2 separate regions of the Mus musculus genome follow, and region 2 is linked to region 1. The links are chromatin contacts, called in public promoter capture Hi-C maps. All regions are on one chromosome and are shown on one strand. Each heading gives the region's core, a stretch centred on a gene start, on an enhancer-like site or on the middle of the called end of the contact. The rest is flanking DNA. Distances are from core to core; before and after follow the strand shown.

Region 1 (3,157 bases), core at 205-2,704:
GATAAGTAGGTGTATGTAAAGCATCCTGGCCAAGCATAAGTAACCACAGAAGTAGGGGAGCCTGGGCCGAGGACTCATTAGAGGGAGCCTTTGCATCTGACGAAAGGGTGGGAAGGAACATCCTGAAGATACAGCGCGCAGTAATGGAAAATACACACAGCGTCCATTCCCAGAAAGCACAGTGCTCTGTTGACCACAAAGACACTGGCGTCAGGTCAAATGCTTCCCAGCTCTCCCCCTTGGGTTAATGCTAACTTATCCCCCAAGGGTTTCTGGGAGGTCTCCTTCCCCTTGTACATCTCCTTCCTGTTTCAGTTTTCCACGCCCAAGCCTTGCCTTTACCTCCTGCTGCTTTCTTGAAGTCTGCTGCCAAGTTCCCGGCCTCCCTCAGAGGTGTGCTGTCCACAATGAGCAGTTTCTGCAAGTCAGCTAAGTCCTCTAGTCTCTTCTGCTGAACGGTCATCTCGACCTACGGTTATCCATCATTACCCTGAGACACCTGGACTATAAAGAGAGTAAAGGAAGGAAGGAAGTGTGTGTCTGTCTGTGTCTCTATATGTCTCTCTGTGTGTGTATGTGCATGTCTGTCTGTCTGACTGACTGTCTGTCTGTCTTGGGGTGAATTTGATCATGAAGGGCTTCAGAGCCAGGGAAGGATCTGATACATGCTCTTCACTGTGGTGGCGGGGGGGGGGGGGGGGGCGGCAGGGAGAACCAGCCATGTTCACAACCTTCTGGGATTACAGGTGCGCACATCACCTCTTAAGGTTTCCAACACCTCAGAATTACCACACAGGGTCCAAGTCTGCAGAGCATGCCCCTGGACAATAACCCTCAGGCACCCAGACAGGAAACCTGACTGCAGGATTCTGAAAGCCGCCTTCACTGAGAGCTCATGTCAACAGCTGGTCAAACAGCATCACCGGCTTAGCTGACAACGTACTAAGGAGCCCACATTCTTCCCCTCACACCCCCTTACCTGTGAGCACTTCCACTTGGAAGCAGTCCAGCTGTTGCTGCGGCCAGATGGCTCTGAGATGCGTGCTGAGGCACATCTGAGAGGCAACATCTGGAGAGCTTGGGATCTCATCTTTTTTGCTAAAAATGTGCCCGAGGGAGGGGAAGCTTCAGGAAGAAAAATGCAACGCTTTGGTGACTGACTGTTGTGAGGAGAATGAGGCGTCAGAGTTTTTCTGCCTTGATTAAAACTTCTGCGGAACAAAGAAAAAAATCCACCTAAAATCCTAATTGAAACCTGCTTAATACCACAGATAATGGCAAAGGCTCTTGAGTCCTGTTAGGGAGATGCCATTCCTTGTCCTGACACGGGTGATCACAAGCTTCAGTGTCTTTAGTGCAGGCTTATGAAGAGGCTGGACCACTTGTAATGTCTGTGTTGAAATCATCTGTCCAGCAGTGATGACAGGTGACAGCAGCCCTCCGTGAGTATATCTGACCAGTAAATTTGGGACAAATAACCGTTCTACCTTGTGACAAGCCTGGATGAGATAATGCACAAGAGAGATTTGCAAAACAAAGAGCGCTTTGTAGGCTGGAAAGCGATACATGAATACATCATCTGATAAATACAGACCATTTGGGCAGAAGCCACTGTACAGAAAACTGACTTCACTGGACAGAAAGTTGCCGTGAAGTCCAGCAAAGGGGAGATGATTCTCTCTGGAACCCCAACACGCACAGGGTTATTCTTTTCCGAGGTAAAGGGTCGACTTGCATTACAGACCTTGACTGAGAAGTGAAGGCAGCTCTAGTTTTTCCTAACTTTGAAATCATTCTTTGTAGACCATTGTCCTAATTGGAGACTTCCTTCCTCATTACAGGCTCTAGACTCTCTGGAAGCCACAAAGGGTCAATGCATTCTTCTGCAGAGGCATCTCTGAGAGTAGACTAGATAATATGCATTTACCAGTCCTTGAAAATTTGTTTATTAATGAACAAATAGATGTGCTTCACTTTTTTATACATCTCTATATTTCCATTTGTGCAATACAATTTATTATCTTTGCTATGCAACAATCTGCTCCAAAGCTTAATCACCCAACATAATGATTCATTACTTTCCTGTGTCTGTGGCCTGACTGGGCAGCTCTGCTGTCCTGGCACTGGACCACTGACATGGCTGCAGCCCGCTGAGGCTGCACCAATAGCTCAGCCTGCAGCTGAACCTTTAACCACACAGCCTTCGTTTATAAGAAAGAGGACTATCTTCCTTCTGTGACCACAGATGATCTAAGGCAAACCTCCATAGCCCAGTCTTACCGAGCTGATGCCTGCCTGTGTGGAATTTACTGATATTCCTGCAGCCACCACAGGTTACAAGCTGGAGCCCAAAGCTAATGACAAGAAACTAACCAGGAAATGTGAGTGTTGGCAGCCCTGGTGTGATCATCTGCAGCACTGTGCTTCATTTACTGTAAACACATCCAACAGGATCATAAGGCCAATGAGATAGGATGGCACAGTGGGTAGAGGCACTCAGACCTAGTGACCTGAGCTGTATCCCAGGATTCCACCAGGTAGCAGAAGAGAACTGAGTCCTGAGAATTGTCCTCTGACTTCAAATGTGCACCTGCATTCAACACACAAACACACACCAAAGCATCTACACACACGACGTACATACATACACACTCATACAGAGCACCTGCACACACATGCTATACACACACACACAAACACACACGAGCACCTGTACACACATGGTCTATACACATGATGTACACATACACAAATAAATAAAATTGAAAAGGATTACAGAATCAATTCTACGGTCCTAATATTTTCTGTTATTTCTGTTGTACATTAAAGCCTCAGTTTATGGGGGGTTGGAGAGGTGGCTAAGCAGTTAAGACTATTTCCTGTTCTTCCAAAAGACCTGAGTTCAGTTCTTAACACCCATGTCTGGTGGTTCACAACTGCCTATAACTCCAGCTCCAGGGAATGTGATGCCTTCTTCTTGCCTGAGTGGACACCTGAACATACATACATACATACATACATACATACTCCACTACACACACACACAGGCACATGCACACACAACACAGTGTACACACACATAGAACACCTACACACATGGCATGCACATACACACTCAGATCACCGGCACACATATGGTGTACACACACACACACAC
Region 2 (2,798 bases), core at 108-2,607, 840 kb before region 1:
ATTGCCACATTTAACAGACTAACAAGAGGCCTTGAGACACAATTACTACAGTTGCTGGTTTCTGTCTTTGAAAATACTCCAGATCACTCTTACGTATCCCTAGTAGAAACCTCATGGTTACAGACTGCTATTCCTTTTTAAATTTCCCATCTCTCCCTAAAATACACACACACACACACACACACACACACACACACACACACACACAAGTAGAGAACACAAATGTCTATAATAAAAACTGTACAAATGCCACAGCCACACATTAACTTTGTTTTAGAGAACTCAGATCTTTTTATAAGCAGCCCCTGAATTTGCAAAATAAAAGTCTTGTTTTGAGGCAGTACTCTCAGCTCACTTTATGAAATACCTTCAGCTAATCTAAGGCAAAGTAACAGATTTTCTGATTGGTACAAGCTTCATGGTAAATGATTGCACTACGGTATACAGATAGCATGCTATTTTAGAAAATGTCATGACTCAGTTAAGAATAGCTCTGCTCTTCAAACAATGGTGATTATGTGGAAATGACGCTTAGATAACTTATTTACATAGTAAACAGAAGTTAGAACTTTCTCTAACAATACAGGCGAATCAGTAGTAGCTTTGGGATAAAGGTTTACCAGGGTGCCTACTGTACTAGGCACTTAGTAGTTTTACAAACTACACATGCTCCGGGGTGCATGTGTGTGTGTATCAAACAACAATGCCTGACATTTGTAGAACACTGTCATTCCTCTCAGAACATGAGAACCCATGAGCGTCCCAGTTTTGCACTCCGGGGACACACACCTCTTAGAGTTAACCCTGACGGAGGTGTGACGGTTTGTTTGCGGCTCTGAGCTCCAGAGCGAAGCCTTTTGACTCACAATCTAATCATCATCTTCTCTCCTGGTTACTCCACAGTCCTACTCCAGTCCCACTGTAGGAATTTTATCTTAAAAAACTACTTGACGACTTCCTCTATCGTGCCTGCCCCGTAGTTCCGAAGCAAAGCGCGCGAACACACGCTTTACCGCTTGTCTGAAGTGCTCCGTCCGGGCACGTCCAAGTTCAAGACCGCCTGATAGGCGCGTTTCCTCGCGGCGGCGAGCGCCTGGGCTCCCCGGCCCTGCACCCCCGACCGCGCCCGCGGCTCGCAGGCTGACACCCGCCTTCCCCTGGCCCGAGGTACCCAGCTCTCGGCTGACCACGAACACACGGGACGCCATGGGGCGACGCCAACAGCTGAGCGGCAGAGGCCCCATGGCCCCACTCCCTCGCTGCATCCCGTCGCCTACCTGCCTGGGCCGCGACGCCGCCTCGCGCAGGGATCCCAGACTCGCGTCGGTGGCCTCTGGGATCCAGCGCCCACATCTTCGTCCCGCCCCCACAGGTTCCGCAGTCCCCGCCCTCCAGGCTAAGACACGCCCTCTTTTGCCTGGGCACGCCCCCGAGCTCACCCAGTAAGGCTCTGTCCTTCCAGGGCTCTCCTCAAGGCTCGGAACCCACGCCAGGCGGTCTCTCCGCCCCCAGCGCTGGGGTACCAGTGTGCGCTGCACCGCGCTGGTTCCACGGTGCAGCCCCTGCCCAGGCCTGGAGCCAAAGCTCTATCTCCGGATCTACGGTCTGTGCGACTACACGAGACAGACCTTTACAGCAAGGCAGAGCCTAGTAGAACCAGAGGAGCCAAACAGCAACTTCTTTAAGAAAACCCCAAAGCAGCTCAGGGAGCAAACATTCATCGGGAATGCCAGCTAGTAAAGAGATGCCAATAACGCACCTGGCCCCGGGTTTGGAATCACAAGCCGGATGCCTTTGGTGCCTAGTCCGGGTGCCGACTGGGTTGCCACACCCACTTGAGACTCACGCTTAAATTCTCCCTACCACACGATCTTGCTCAGGTATGCACATGGCTCTGTGCCTGCTGCAAGAATAGCCCAGTTTCACTCTGCGAGACTGGGATGAGTGGAACCTATTTCCCAGCACGATCTAACTGCCCCACCTCACCGCGCCCCGCCCCACTCCACCCCACCCACTCCATCCGACCTTGTGTCTGGTAACCAAACTTCCCTGGCTTGTTCACACAGAGGTACCAAAATAGAAGACTGCCACAGAGAGGTGTTTAATTACACATCGCGGATGACTGTCACCAGCCAACTCAACCAAGACTTGGAAAAAAAAAAAAAAGTCCCAATCCCTTGTGAAGCTATGAGGTGGGGACATGAGGTGGGGACAGTAAAAGGATTACTTTCTACCTGAGGGAGAAGTATTGACAATTCCTTTAAAATACTCCAGTGAGGAAATAAATGTAAATATGGTTTGGAATACATTGCAAACTCCATTGATCCCTTACCTAATGTGTATGTCTTTAAATGTAGACATGTGTGTTCTTTATTATTTTTCAAACTTCTTATCCTCCTACCCCTGCTTCTGGGGTGCAAGCATAGTCCTGAGCCAACACAAGTGGCATTTAATCTAGTCTGTTTGGAAAGTATCACAGATAGTTGTACAAGGTGAAATTCGGGACTAAAACAGCGTTTTTAAGATTTACATTTTGAAGTTTGCATCCACGAAGATTCTTTAGCAGGATGAAGATTTGAATTCCAAGATGAACGTTAATTAACATGCATGTGTTCTACTGCCCTCTCATGGGTAGGATGGAGCTACACCTAATGGTGAGAGGTGTCCTTTAAGTCTGAAGATAATACATAGTAATTTGTATTATTTTAGTGACTAGGAAGCCAACATGAAATAAAATCAGGTCCTTGATAAATATTCCCCGAAAAGCAATTTGAACTTCAAGAATGGGGAAGAGGAGT

What was found. Promoter capture Hi-C pulls out the DNA fragments that hold promoters and counts their contacts.
Region 2: a contact with region 1 is called in a promoter capture Hi-C map of 3T3-L1-derived adipocytes, with 12 times the contacts expected there. The contact joins the promoter of Dennd2c here to the promoter of A230001M10Rik in region 1. A contact is called at or near these places in 7 of 39 promoter capture datasets (the 3T3-L1 cell line, 3T3-L1-derived adipocytes, frontonasal cranial neural crest and 3 more) and 1 of 115 datasets of contacts at active chromatin or transcription factors (trophoblast stem cells).

Annotation. Positions count from the first base shown.
Region 1 is chr3:102,260,702-102,263,858 of GRCm38.p6, reverse strand. A230001M10Rik (RIKEN cDNA A230001M10 gene) reads right to left here and starts at 1,454. Exons shown (of 4, transcript NR_040391.1): 1 at 980-1,454.
Region 2 is chr3:103,101,218-103,104,015 of GRCm38.p6, reverse strand. It overlaps Dennd2c (DENN/MADD domain containing 2C), which reads right to left and starts at 1,357. Exons shown (of 19, transcript NM_001384113.1): 1 at 1,278-1,357.